Regions from separate parts of the Mus musculus genome. Here region 1 is linked to region 2. A link is a contact called in public HiChIP or PLAC-seq data. All regions are on one chromosome and are shown on one strand. Each heading gives the region's core, a stretch centred on a gene start, on an enhancer-like site or on the middle of the called end of the contact. The rest is flanking DNA. Distances are from core to core; before and after follow the strand shown. Region 1 overlaps Pou2af1 (POU domain, class 2, associating factor 1). Region 2 overlaps Gm32742.

Region 1 (7,351 bases), core at 2,575-5,074, 73 kb after region 2:
GATAAAACAGTGCTCCCATGCTACAGGAATGCTAGGCTTCCTGGATTGGTCAGTACTAGAAAGGCAAGAGCTGAGTGAGTTATATTAACCCATGGGGACCTAAGGACGTCAAAGCTGCTTGGGAATTGTTTTAATTAGTGTCTCGTTGCCGTGAATAGACACCATGAGCATGGCAACTCTTATAAAAGAAAACATTTAATTGGGGCTGGTTTCAGAGGTTTTGTTCATTATCGTCATGGTATGAAGTATGTCAGTATGCAGGTAGATATGATACTGAAGGAGCCAAGAGTTTCTACATTTTGATTCATAGGTAGCAGAAGGAGACTGTGAACCATACTGGCTATAACTTGAGCATAGGAGACCTCAAAGCCCACCCCCACAGTGACACAGTTTCTCCAACAAGGTCATACTTACTCCAGCAAGGCCACGCCTCCTACTAGTGCATACCCTGTGTGCCAAGCATTCAAACATATGAGTCTATGGGTGTCATACCTATTTAAATCTCCATATTCCACTCTTTAGCCCCCATAGGTTTTTAGCTATAATACAAAATGCACTTAGTATAACTAAAATTCCCCATAATCTATCATAGCCTCAACAATTTCTAAAAGTTCAGTTTGAAATGTCTTCTGAGATTCATGCAATCTCTTAACTATAATCCCTTTTATAACTAAAAGATGACTAAAAAAACCCAGATCACATACTTCCAACATATAATGACACAGAATATATACTAATATTGCAAAAGGGAGCATAGTAAAGAAATACTGGACCAAACAAAGTAAGACCAAAAAATAACTGGGAAAACTCCAAACTCTGCATCTCCGTGTCTGACATCAAAGCACTCTTCAGATCTCCAATTCCTTTCAGCTTTGTTGAGTGCAACACACGTCTTTATCTTGGGATGGTTGCATTTCCTGTTAGCAGTTTTCCTCAGCAGGTTTCCCACAGCTCTTGTGTCTCTAATATCTTGGGGTCTCCAAGGCAGAACAGGCTTCACCTTAATAGCTTCACACATGGTCTTTCTAGGCTTCCATGCAGGGACACCCCTGCCACACACCTGGCCTTAGCAACTTTTCTTAGTCTCAGATGGAGATTCCATAACCTCTTTTATCTATTCTTAACTCTAAAGCCAGAACTACAGATGCCAAGTTCTGCTACTTGCTGGGGTTGGAACCTGAGACCCTTGTTCAATTACATCTTTGTCAGTTTTCTGTTTCCAGTAATGATTTCCTTTACTGCCTAAACTTGGCTGTCATGGAACTTGTGCTGTAGAACTCAGAGATGTGCACATCTCTGTCTCGTGAGTTCCAGGATTAAAGGCATGAGCCATCATCACACCTGGACCTAAACTGTTCTTTAATTTCTTTTCACAAGATGGACGCTTAGCTATGTGGGATCCTGCCCTGAGGTCAGCACTCCCTCAGTTCCATTTAACATCTTGAATCTGTTTATTTCTATCAACAGAGGATTTAGCTCCATTCCACTTCCTGGTGCCCCCTTTCTCCTTGACCCATACATTTTGTATTTTTTCTCGCTTAGCTTGCTCCTTTCCATCAAAGCACTCTTCATAAGAGTGAACCACACAGAGTCTATACTATACTGTTTTGAGATTTCCTTTTCCAGTGCAATTAATCTAACAAGCTTCACTTTAGCCTCAGGCAGACTCTTCAGACAAGGACAATGAGCAGCCACGTTCCTCGCCAAAATATCACAAGAAGAATTCTAGGCAAAATATTAAAATTCTTCTCCTCAGCTCCACTGTTCTTCATGTTCTTACTAGTATGGCCCATTAAGTCCCCATTAAAGCATTTAACTGCTTTTCTAATCTAAAGTCCAAGAATCCACAATCTTCCAAACAAAAACATGGCCAGGTCTAGCAGAGCAATACCTCAGTCCGTGGTAACAACTTCTGTCTTAGTTAGGATTTCACTGCTGTGAAGAGATACCACGAGCATGGCAAACTCTTATAAAGGAAAACATTTAATTGTGGATGGCATACAGGTTCAGAGGCTCAGTCCATTATCATCTTGGTGGGAAGCATGGTGGCATGTAGGCAGATGTCTAGAGAAGGAGCTGAAAAGTTCTACAGAAGGGGACTGTGTATCCCACTGGGTATAGTTTGAGCATAAGGAGACCTCAAAGTCTACCCCCATAGTTGCACACTTCCTCCAATAAAACCATATATACTACAACAAGGACACATTTCCCAATACTGCCATACCCTATGGGCCTAACATTCAAACACATGAGTCTGCGGGACCATACCTATTCAAACCACCACAGGGGTCTGTGTCACCTTTCTGTCTGGGCTTGATAGTAGTCATCTTCAAGAAACAGCTACAAGGCTATGAGACAGGCTCATTATATATCAAGAATATATTTTGCATAATTTAAGGGTTTTTTCTTTCATTTTTTTTGTTTTTTTGCAATTAGAATATATTTTATATTCAGTGAAACCTATAAGGCCTTTAGTTTTTCAGGGGTATGACATCATTATTTTCTGTACCCTCTTTCATGAAAAAGTGAAGCTTCCAAGTTGGGAAGTAGCAGAAGCATACCGTTAGAAGAGGGGGGGAACACAGCTGAAACGTGTCAAGCTTTCTCTTCTAGGAGACTGAGCAGGAGGAGGTGGAGCCCCATTAAGTGTAACACCAGTAAGGGAAGGTGGGGTATAATAGATCATGATGGGGGCAAGGAGGCAGGTGGGCACCCCAGTTCTGCTAACCATTGCTCCTATGTTTTTCATCACAGCCAAGAAGCACTGCTACACCCGCGGTGGGGCCCCAGCTGGAGGGTCCCGAGCACCAGGCGCCCCTCACTTATTTCCCGTGGCCTCAGCCCCTTTCCACACTGCCCACCTCCAGCCTGCAGTATCAACCTCCTGCCCCAACCCTGTCTGGGCCCCAGTTTGTCCAGCTCCCCATCTCTATCCCAGAGCCAGTCCTTCAGGACATGGATGACCCCAGAAGGGCCATCAGCTCCCTGACCATTGACAAGCTGCTTCTGGAGGAAGAGGAAAGCAACACGTACGAGCTCAACCACACCCTCTCCGTGGAGGGCTTTTAGGGCTGGCTTGCATCTAACAGATGTTTCACCCATAGCTGAGATTTTAAAAGTGTTCAATAGAGCCCAGACTTCTGTTTGAAGTAGCTATTTCACAGGCTTCCTTTCTTCCTAAAGCTAAATTGTATCCCTTCTTTTCTCCCTTCTTCCTTCCCTCGCTTCCTTCCTTCCCCCACTGCCATCTTGCTTATTTCTTATTTCTCCTTCCAGTTTTCTTCCTCTGGAGCGGCAAATGATAGTGATATTATGAACAACGCTTTATACGGAATGTCACCAAGTCTGCAGCTCAGGGTTTTCCTTTGGTGGCACATCATTGGGGAAGCAACCTTCTTTCAGGTGCCCCCTGTTTCCTGGTAGCAGTAGCTTTATAGATCTACTCTATGATACGTTCTGCGCCCCAGTTTTGTTTTGTGTGCTGTTCTCAGCCTTGGCCAGATATACTATCTAAGTGGATGTTTCTGGTCTGGTTACAGGGGGATGGGACAGGACCATCAGGGTGGGTAGGGACAGTGAGTGAGTGATGGGAGACGGGGCTGAGGAGCAGCAGGACACACATGTGTGTCTGTGGTTAGAGAGGGAGTGAGGAGGGGCAGGGGAAGGAGTGATCTAACAGCTCTGAAAAAAAATACCACTTTAATGTGGTTTAGCTGTTCTTGTCAGCGATTAGGAGGAAAGCTGGATATGGTATGGAGGATAAATGACGAGTCTGCTTATTTCTGCCTCTCTGCAGGCCCGCTAACATGATGCCAGCACTTAAAATACTTCTGTCAGCATATTGCCATAGCAACAGGAAAAGAAACAGGTGAAGCCGATCATTGAGGAGGCTTGCACTTAGTCCTTCCACGTGGGCTTTTAATTCCTGTTGTGACTCACCCAGGGCCATCCTGACGCGTTGCTATGGATTCTTGCGCCCACTCACCGGCTGTCTCTGGGGTCCTGAAGTCCTGGTCAGCAGGCCCACTGGCCTTCATTTTCAGTTTTATCAGTTTTATTGCAGTTTTTGCTGGAGAAGCATAACACTTGCTGTTGAGTGTTTTGCTGTCTCCTAGTGCTTTGCTCCTGAAGTGGATGTGTCTTTGGGAACTGGCCCATTGTTTACTAATGATACCATCATTACACATACACAAGTTTTAGTCTGTAGAATCCATGTAGAACCAATAGATCTTCTAGAAATGACAGTTTCTTTGATATCCCACCCTCTTTCTTTCTGCTTCCAATGAAAACTTAGAGCTACCTGTTTTTTTTTTCTTCTTCTTCTTCTTTCTTTCTCTGCTTTGTGTTTATTTTGATTCAGACATCTCATTATCTACCTGAAGTCCTGGTATACTTAGCTTGAATTTGTTATTCCTCTTTAATATTTAGATTAAATGCTAGATCTGAATGGTAGGTTTACACTTCTGTTGGTGGTTACCATGAACAAGAAAGGGAGAGGGAAGCCTCAGCCTATTTAATTAAGACCTTGTTGCACTTAAAAACACTATTTAAGATTTCCCAGCTACTTGGGAGTTTGAGGCAATCACAGAGGAGTTAACACTGGGAAAACAAACAAAACAGCAAAGAAAGTAGTGTGAGCGGTTGCTGGGATTGAATTGGCATCTTTTTCGCTTCTTATCTTGAGACCTCACGTCTTGGCTGCAGGCATCCAAACAGATTTCCTCCAGAGCCTCATTTGCAACATTTTCAATAAAGATTGGTTAGATGACTTTCCTGTGCCGAAGTGTTTTATTTCTCGTCTATTAATTCCTCTCACCTCTCAGTAGAGCGTCTTTAGAGGAAGAAGCTTTCAGTAGGGCTGAGCTTGCAAACTGATCTGTTGCTCTAGGAGGGGAAAGCTGTCCCCACTGTGTCTGTTGGGCAATTTTCACAGTGGAATATGTATTGGTTGGCGGGTTTACTCTCCAGGGCAGTGGGGGCTTAGAGGGTGGGAGGAAATCTTGCTGGCCTACTGCTCTTCCTGTTATCTATGCTACATGAGCGACTTCTCTCGATGCTTGGTGTCTGGGCTTCTACCACAGGCCTTGGTGAAGCTGTCAGTCAGGACCCTGGACATGTGACACAAAGAGAGACCTGAGAAGGCAGTCATGTCCCCCACCCAGACTCCATCCTTGCAGCAAGTAATTCTTTCTGAGGGGTGACCACCCAGACTCCATCCTTGCAGCAAGTAATTCTTTCTGAGGGGTGATTTTGGAAAAAAAAAAGTGCAATTATATTTATTCATTTAATTATTTTCTGAGTTTACTGCCTTCATTGTCCATCTTTATGGAGTCATTTTTGTAAATCATCCACGTTATTCTGCTGTATAATTATTTCCACATACCAGAATCACTTGGACAATCAGCATCATTATTTCTACACATTTACGCACAATTTAAGAGGGGGAAAGGCATAGAACAGAAGGGATTTGATGGGAAGAGAGAAGTACTGGTATTTTACAGGATTCTCATCTGAAGCTATGCACCTTAGTGTAAAAGGAACCAGGAGCAGACAAGGGTGTGGTCAGACAAAGTGGACCATGGAGAAGAATCAAAGTCACAGCAGAGCCATCCCAATTCTTCTGAATATCGGGCTGCACTGGCCTTTAAGTGGGATTTTGAAGTTAAGTTCTCTCTCTCTCTCTCTCTCTCTCTCTCTCTCTCCCTCCCTCCCTCCCTCCCTCCCTCCCTTCCTCCCTTCATGTGTAGGTATGCTCAGGTGCCTGTGAAGGCCAAAGGTCAATGCCAACTGTCTTCCTCAGTGTCTTCCTTAATTTCTTGCCACTTTATTATTATGTGACAGTTTCTCAGGGAAGCTGGACTTCACAGGTTCAGCCAGAGTTGCTGGCCAGAAAGTCTCAGCCATCCTCTTACCTCTGCCTCTTCAGTGCTAGGATTATAGCTGCATGAGGCTTAGCTTGGCTTTTCTGAGGGGGCTGGGGTTCTCAGCCTTGCACAGGAAGTGCTGGCTGACAGAGTCATCTCCTCAACCTCTGTTACCAAACATGAGATTTTTGACACCAGAAAACCTGGCTAACTTTAAAAAATAAAACAAAACAAAACAAAAGGAAACAAAACAAAACATTGTTTACTTAATCTGAGGATCTCAGCGAATCCCTGTTGAGCTGGGGTTAATTTGGGAGGTTCTCCGTCAGCTGTTCCTAAACACTGATGTGGATGCTTGTAAATAGATTGCTCTGGCATCTTTCTCAGTGAAACACAGACACATGATACTGCCCACATGTTCCAAATGTTTTCTCTGCATGTTTGGAGAGAAGCATTCATTAGCCCGTGTCCTTTAGCCTGTTTGTCAGTTCTTCAACTCTGGGTACTGTGGGAAGAAGTTTTATTCTTTCATTCAACCCCTTAAAATTTATCATAATTTAGCCATTTATCATTATATGTGTTGATGGTATACGCAGTGTTGTTATGAAATAGGGTTCAACTTCATTTGATTTTGGTACTTTGAATGGATGCTATAACTGTAAATGCTGCCACAGGATGGTATTTATATCCAAATAAAAACAGTGGATCATTGGCTATGCTAGGTAATTAAGAAAAACAACATTAAAAAAATCCTTTCCCTCAGTTCCATGAAAATGCTTTATTTTGAAATTGGCGGGTAAGTTTCTATTTTTGCTAGTGTCCACTAGTCTTGAAGACTTGAAGACTTTACATCCAAACATCTTTTTTCCAGTCTGTGTACACATGTGTGCAGTGTATACATGTTTGTAACTGGGGATGGCATAAGTCTTCTGAAACCTCAAAGCTCAGCCCCAGTGCCAAATCTCTTCCACCATGGCCACACCTCCTAATTCCCAAACAATCCCAGCAGGTGAGGACCTAGTACTCCGATTTATGAGCCTATAGGAGGTGGTAGGGAAATTCCCATTCAAAACACCACAACTTCCCTTTTTATTCCCTGGAAAGTTAAAAATAGATTTTTCTGCTTGCCTGTGGTGACACATGCCTTTGATCTGCACTCAGGAGGCAAAGGCAGGCAGATCTCTGAGTTTGAGACCAGCCTGATCTATAGAGTGAGTTGCAGGACAGCCAAGACTACAAAAAGGAAACTCTGTCTTGTAAAAACAGTACACACACACACACACACACACACACACACATGCATGCATGCACATGCACACAAACATTTGACAGTTTCTTTTAAGTTATCCAATGTGTTGGCATACCCTTTTCTAGATGAGCTATCAGCAATTAATGGCTGCAGAAATAGGGAGAACCAGTCTAACACACAGTCATCAGCCCTCAAGAGCAACACTAAATGGTCTTGGTGTCTCAGAAGGGCGGGTATG
Region 2 (6,840 bases), core at 3,332-5,831:
GCAGTGGATGCGGCTGAGAAAAGCAGGCTCTCAAAATGGAATAATCCATTGCTTTATTGCTTATAAAAAGTGATAGTGGGTAATACTGCCCAGCTTTCTTTATGGCTGCTGTGAAAAATCACTGATGCCCACAAGACCAGAAGTATCGTGAAGAGCGTAAACCCAGATCAGGTTCAGTGCTCTGTGTGATGGATGGTTGCTTAGAAGCCTTCAGAAAAATTCAATATATCACATTGCAGTGAGGCCTAATTTAAAAGAGAGGGAGGGGGAGGAAGATGAAGAAGAGGAAGAGGAGGAGGAGAAGGAAGAGGAGGAGGAGGAAGCAGAAATGGATTTTGATTTGCCCTGTGTTATTCATCAATGTTCCCTTCAAGTAACTTACAATTGATTGCTTTTAAGAAGAGATCACCCACTTGACACCCAGACAAGTGACCCCAGTTCAAGGGAATTCCATTCACTTAACCAGTTTTGGTCTTTTGATCTATCATTATTTCGACCTATTATCTATTTTCTAGGCTCCTTTCTGGGTGTGGTGATACTTAAAAGGATGTCCTAGAAGCTCAGAAGGATCGATCGCTGGATGCTATTTTGCAGTCAGGGCTGGAAAGAGAATTACGAGGTGTAGAAGTAAAGGCTCCTTGTAGAGACTCTTTTGAGGGGGAAATTTAGATTTAAGTGCTCACTGTCCTCCAGGCTGATAGCTTCCTGTAGGGCCACTGCTTTGCAGAGTCCCTCAGCCTGTGAGAGACCCTTGATAGGCACCTGACTCTTTTCAGCTATTTTGTTGCTGAGCCGTTCGCCCTGCCTGCTTTTTGTCTTGCCAGTAGGTGGCACTGTGAGCTTGCAGGAATTGGTGAGCTGGCATGGACCAAGCAGTGGGGTGTAGGTATCTGCTAGAATGAGGGAGGAGAGAAAATGCTGTTAGCAGGTGTGTGTGTGTGTGTGTGTGTGTGTGTGTGTGTGTGTGTGTGTGTGTGTGTGTGTATGTCTTTTTAAAGTTTAAGCAGACACTCTTTTGAACGCATTTAAATATAGTCACACTAACCGGCCTTGGGTTTTACTCCACATTAGCCCAGCACCATTTTGCAGGCTCACCTATGTCACATAGTCCTTCTCTGGCATGAAGCTCCTAAGGGGGCTTAGTGCTGGGCCTTGTCTTTTTGTTCAAGTTGTCTGATAGCTGGTCACTGCCAGGCCTACTGTATCTCCCCTGGTTCCAACTATCACTTCTGTCTGTCCATCTGTTTGTTTGATTTTTGAGACAGGGTTTCTCTGTGTGACCCTGGCTTCCTGGAACTCACTCTGCAGACCAGGCAGGCCTGGAACTCAGAGATCCGCCTGACTCTGCCTCTTGAGTGCCGGGATTCAAGTCCTGCACCACCTTTAAGTGCCTGGCTTCCAACTGTCATTTCTGCCATTTCCTAACACTACCAGTTCCCAGGTTTCTGTTGGTGTCCTGGGTTGTCTCACTCAGCTTTGATTTTCTGTGGGTCTAACTACAAAGTTAAGTTTTTCCTGGAATATGACAGTAAGTATGTATTTTAATAAGCTTAGTTTCTAAAGAACAATTTCAGATTTGCAGAACCTCTTAGAGTTCCCGTGTGTCCCACTCCTAGTAATTATAGATACCGGGTGAGTACTTTAGCTAATGGCCATACTATGTTCACACTGCCTTGTCTATTCCAGGGTCAAACATTGTACTTAGTCATGTCCCTGCCTCCCTTTAACTGGGAAAGTTTCTCGAGAGTCTCTTTACTTTTGGCAATCTACATACACAAGTGCTCTGTAAAACAGGCCTTAGCTGGGTGGGATTCACTAGAAATCTCTATCGTCATTGGTCTGGAGTGTTTTTTATCTTTTAGAACACCACACCAATAAAGTGATGTTTTCTTTATAATGGAACAAAGACAAATGCTCTGAACATGGCATGACAGCACTTACGTTGCCCTTGGTCATCTGACTGTTAGGTTTTCTCCACTGTAATTCCTCCCTTGCCATACTGCACTTGTTGGCTAGAGAGTTCATTTGACCCACTCCACAGTCTCTCTCTCTCTCTCTCTCTCTCTCTCTCTCTCTCGTGCTCATATGCACTTTCTTACCTCTTTTGGCATCACAAGATCTCAAGCTCTTCTTGTCTCTTTCCTGCCGTAGCTGTTCATTCAATCAGCCATTTCCCCAGGGAGCTTTGACTCCCTTTAAGGACATTGGTTAGCATCCTGGGGTCTGGGTGATGGGTCTGTTTTGGTCCCTTAGTTTTAACTCATCTTTCCTTTCCCTTTCCATTAACTCTTCTGTCCCCAGACCATTAATTATGGAGGTTTCAAAGATTAAACCACACCTTCAACTCAATAACCTGACTTTGTCCAAATGCTTATGAGATACAGGCAATAGAGTATATATAGTCTTGGAGTTCACAGCCAAGGTGGGAGACAGGTAGACATGAATAGCTCAAATGTTGGGACGTGACACCCAAGGCCTAGAGAATCCCTAAGGAGCTAGTGACTAATTCAGACCAAGCCATTTGGGGAGTCTCTGAACCGGGACTAGAAAGATCATGCTGTGGTCTCCACATCCTGTTTCCCAGTTTAGAGCATTCCTCTAAGCTGTAGCACCTGACCAATGCTCCCTCTATGACTAGAGCAGTCACCATCAATGCTGAGGTGGCTTCCCTCTTCCCCACCAGGGCTTCTTTCTTCCCTCATGAAAATGGGCAGACTCAACTCTTCCCTCAACTCCTCTGAACCCTGAGAATTCATATGGTAATCATTTATTTAAGTTAGATTTGGGTGCATGGCACTCTGTTATTATATTGTTTATTCCTTCTTCTGGCATGGCTTAAATACTTCATAATAAAATTCAAAACATATTTATGAAGAAAAAAAAAAGAAGGAAAGTCTATGTCTCCATCATGTGTGGACGATGTCGTCAATGATTAATGACCAACAAAGTGAGATTCTGGGATTTCTGAACCCACATCATATGGGACCTTCTAGCTTCTGCACAGAGTCCCCACTTTGAGAGCAGGGACTTCCCTGCCAGACACCTGCCATTCCCAGACTGGAGCCAGGGGGCATGCAGCTGGCTTGAGTCTGCTGAAGCCTGTCTGATTAAGTGTTGCTAGGTGCTCATGAGACTCAGTACCAAATGAAACGGATTGCCCTGCTCACCGGTAATCCAGTCTCTATGGTTCAGACAACCTGAGAACAGTGACATTGTGACAACCCTTGATAACAGGAGGGACATGCAACTAGAGCCATTTAGGAAAGTCCTGGCTTGAGACGTCAAGTCTAGAGCATTAACTGTCTGCCTTGTGGTGGTATCTTTGTGTCAGTCCTGAACTGACTCAAGTTTTTTGTTTTTTGGTTTTTTTTTCCAGTCTAAAGCCATCCTCAAATAAATGTATTAAAAAATTTGGGTCTTGTGACAGTGGAGGGAAAGCTGAGGTCTTGCTGACAGCTGAGGGAATAAGAGACAGGCCAGGCACTGGGCTAACTAGGGATACTATAGTATGTCAGAGTAAGGGTAGGTAGGATATTAGTTTGAGTCTTTGGAGAAAAGTATGACAGTGATAACCAACCTAGCACATGTAGGTTGGTAACAATAATGTTATATTTACAAGGCTAGGCTATGCAGTGCCAGGAAACTGTTCTGCACTGCTTTTAGGGCTAGTGCCCCTGAGAACACTTTAGGAGGATGTCTTCAGTGACTTTCGAAGTGAGATTCTGGGATTTCTGACACCTTATAGCCTCTGCAGTGTTCATTTGGATTATTCTCTCTGGAAGCCTTGATATACCATGTAAAAGACCCCTATTGTCTGGAGACTGTCACACTTGAGAGGGTTCCTAGCTGACACAAGACTTTAGCCACCCTTATTCACTTGGAAGCCGTGAATAGAAGATACCTTTAGACTCTTAGGTTAGTCCGTCTATCATCCAAAGACCACAGGGTAACCTTCATCAATGAAATAGAGGAAAAGGCTTGCCCAGTTGAGCCCTGAACAGACTTCTGCACTATAACATCATGAAACATAATAAAGGGTCTTGTTTGATGCCTGCTAAGATAAATAGATAACCAAGATATCCAGGCCACCCAATTCAAACCAAAAGTCTGAGTACCTACCAATGTCTAAATACTGCATCAAAGTAAGAGGCAGGGGACCTTGCTTCATTCTGAAAACACTCTGACCAAGCAACTGGAGTGAAGACAGAAATTTCTGAGCATGTTGGTCCTGAAGGTCCTGGAGGCTGACATTTTAGGGTACCCTGACTCACCTGGTAAGGCCTACAGGAGCAAGCAGGAAAGCTGACTTAGAAATAACACCCGGATACAGGAATCTTTGTGCAGAAATGGAAGGGAGGAGTCTGGGAGGGGAAGCACGTGGAGGAAGGGTAGCCACAGGAAGAGGAAGATCAGCTCCACGCATAAAGAAGGGGCTGGATGTTGAGAGGAGGGGCTGAAGGTGTTTCCCAAGGGTTTCTTGCAGGGCCTACAATCATAACAGGCAGCCTAGAGGGGCTGTCTGCAGTAGTGCCAGGACTGGTGGTGCCTTCTCCCTGGCTCTAACTGCTCTCCCTATGCCTGGCTGTCTTTAAAAAGCCTTGATAGATGTCCAAATGAGCTCACACACAGCGCAGGTGCAGGCTTGGCCCGTAAACCACAACAGCAAGGGGCACTGGGTAAAACCTCTTGGAGGTGGGGGAGGGCAGATAAATAGTGATTATTTGTTTAGCATCATTAGTAAGAGTCCCAGAACCCTGCAAAGCAAAGCAGAAACTTTTGTATTAAGGAGATTAAACCTTAAACTCAGCTGAGAAGACTCTCCTGTATTGAGTGGCTTTGTTGTGCCTGGCATTGTGTGATTATATGCAAATCATGGAGAGGCCTTTCTGGGGTCCTGACCACAGAGGCTTAGCCGCATGGCCAGGGTGAGTGTGTGGCAGGGCCAGCCACACATGTTTGTCAGGCTGTATAGAGTAGGGAAGTCTGCATTTCCTGAAGTTCAGGGGCTTGTGGATTCAAAATTATGCTCAACATGTTAACCACTTTCTGATGAATGGCTAGAAGTTAGGGACAGAGGGACACCTTGAAAGTATTACTGGAAATTCATGGCACCGTCCAGTGAGGATGTCCAGTGAGGGTCTCATATCACTTTGCTCACATCTCCTGTAGTATTATTTAGTATTTTCTCTTTTGTAACGTGTGTGCTCTCCAAGGAGATGGGGCCATGTTTTGGTTTCCCCATTCCTAGTTCTCTGAGTGTCTGACTTCGAACCCCTAGTAGCCAATCAGAAAGATGTTGGAAGATTATCCTGGATATGTTGACCAGGGAAGCACTTGTTCAATGTTCGTTCTTAGTAATGTAGAGTGTTAGGTGCTGGAAGAGGAGGTAATGAGAGATCTCTGGGAACAGAGATGAGTGAGACACTTCTGCAGTCCAGATGTTATCAAAATGCCTGGTAGGATTTAGTAAGCCCCGGGGGGCATGACCCACAGAAGCACTTGGCTTCTTCATTAGGACTCACATGAAGAGGCTGGAGGTTTCACAGAAATAGAAACATTCAGAGCCAGGCCCTGAAGGTCTAGAAGTCATATGCAAAGAGGAAGGGTGCCACCGGAGCCAAAGGTAGGACGCAGGCTGGCCCTGTACCTGGATTACACTGTGTTGGGACTGTGGACAGAGTTTGTGTACACTACCCCTCAAGTTCTCAATTTTGTATTAGAAGTTGGCAAACTGGAGTAGAAGAATCTTAGACTTAGGGACTGTAGAACCCAGTGTCAGCATCCACAAAGCTGCCATTGGGACACTCCTGGAGACTTCTATGTTTTTACGCTGTGGGTCTTCTGGTATGCCTCCTCTTCCTCTGCTGAGAGGCAGCTGCTTCCCAGCCTGCCAGCACAGTTGACTTGGACATCTCTAAGCCCCCTTTGGAAGATAGCCACAGAACTGGCCAACAGGATCACCAGTCATGGCCATTAGTTTTCTCTGTTGGGGCACAATGGGTATTCCTGAGGCCCCGTGGGAATAAGAACCGAGAGAAGACGGTAGAATGAGCTTGGCTCCTTACCTACAGGACCTGTTACTCAGGCCACAAAAGACCACTCAACCGACCAGCAAGGCTGAGTAGGTCTTACCGACTCAACTATAAGCTATCAACTAGCAAGCTATCAACACGGGGCACCTTCCCTGGGTAGAGCCATAGAGACAGGGAGTTGATTGGGAAGCAGGGGTGATTATGGGCACTCCTAGTTGTGACTCGGCACGGGTGCTGAGGACATCAGATGTCCTCTAACCTTTGTCTCGTAGAGTAGCTGAGCTGGTTCCTTGGTTGGGGGTTAGGAGGGAGTGGGAGTGAGGAAGATGGAGAGAAAAAAAGGGAAAGAGAAAAAAGCAGAGGGGGAGGAGGATGGGGAGGGAGAAAAACGGACAGACTCGAGACAGAGGTTGTTCTGCCAGGTGAGTAGACTAGGGCCAGGCCAGAGCATCCATTGTATGGCCCGAGACACATTATCTCTATCATTCCCATTCCCCAGGGCGTCCTTCTCTCAGGGATGACCTCTCTCAGGGAAGTAAAAGGCTGAGGGTCACCTCCTTCTGCTGAGGACTGGAGTCACTTCTGATTTCCACAGCCCAGTGATCAGTACAGCCTTTTCCAGAAGTTTCTGTGATCATTCGGATCTCTGAGTTCTGAGGGGAGTGGAACGGATTCAGGAAAGAAGGAAGGAAATAGCTTTCTTGGGACCCAGGGTCCCTTGCCCCATCAGAGGAGCAGCTGGTTTTTTGTAAGGATGGAGGCTCTGGGGGGCTCCTGCAGGACCAGAGCCAGGCAGAAAAAAAGTTCC

What was found. HiChIP or PLAC-seq counts read pairs in DNA pulled down with a chosen protein or histone mark.
Region 1: an H3K4me3 HiChIP or PLAC-seq map of the SCID.adh cell line shows a contact between it and region 2, with 12 read pairs. The contact joins two enhancer-like sites. A contact is called at or near these places in 1 of 39 promoter capture datasets (the C10 cell line), 3 of 15 datasets of contacts at CTCF or cohesin (CD8 T cells, large pre-B cells and pro-B cells), 14 of 484 Hi-C or Micro-C datasets (B cells, the C10 cell line, CD4 T cells and 6 more), 6 of 115 datasets of contacts at active chromatin or transcription factors (the 230-238 cell line, the SCID.adh cell line, double positive thymocytes and 3 more) and 3 of 9 other capture datasets (adipose tissue, liver and pancreatic islet).

The regions. Positions count from the first base shown.
Region 1 is chr9:51,235,312-51,242,662 of GRCm38.p6, forward strand. It overlaps Pou2af1 (POU domain, class 2, associating factor 1), which reads left to right. Exons shown (of 5, transcript NM_011136.2): 5 at 2,755-4,768. The coding sequence ends at 3,069. Among named protein-coding and RNA genes, the nearest start is that of Pou2af1, 25 kb to the left of the region's middle. Within about 2 kb of position 3,825, at least 56 of the 459 cell types and tissues checked have an H3K27ac peak or open chromatin away from gene starts, as enhancers often do. A contact at or near this core is called in the 230-238 cell line and the SCID.adh cell line, where this site is marked.
Region 2 is chr9:51,161,095-51,167,934 of GRCm38.p6, forward strand. The region is part of intron 1 of Gm32742; the gene reads right to left. Among named protein-coding and RNA genes, the nearest start is that of Gm32742, 4.3 kb to the right of the region's middle. Within about 2 kb of position 4,582, at least 31 of the 459 cell types and tissues checked have an H3K27ac peak or open chromatin away from gene starts, as enhancers often do. A contact at or near this core is called in the 230-238 cell line and the SCID.adh cell line, where this site is marked.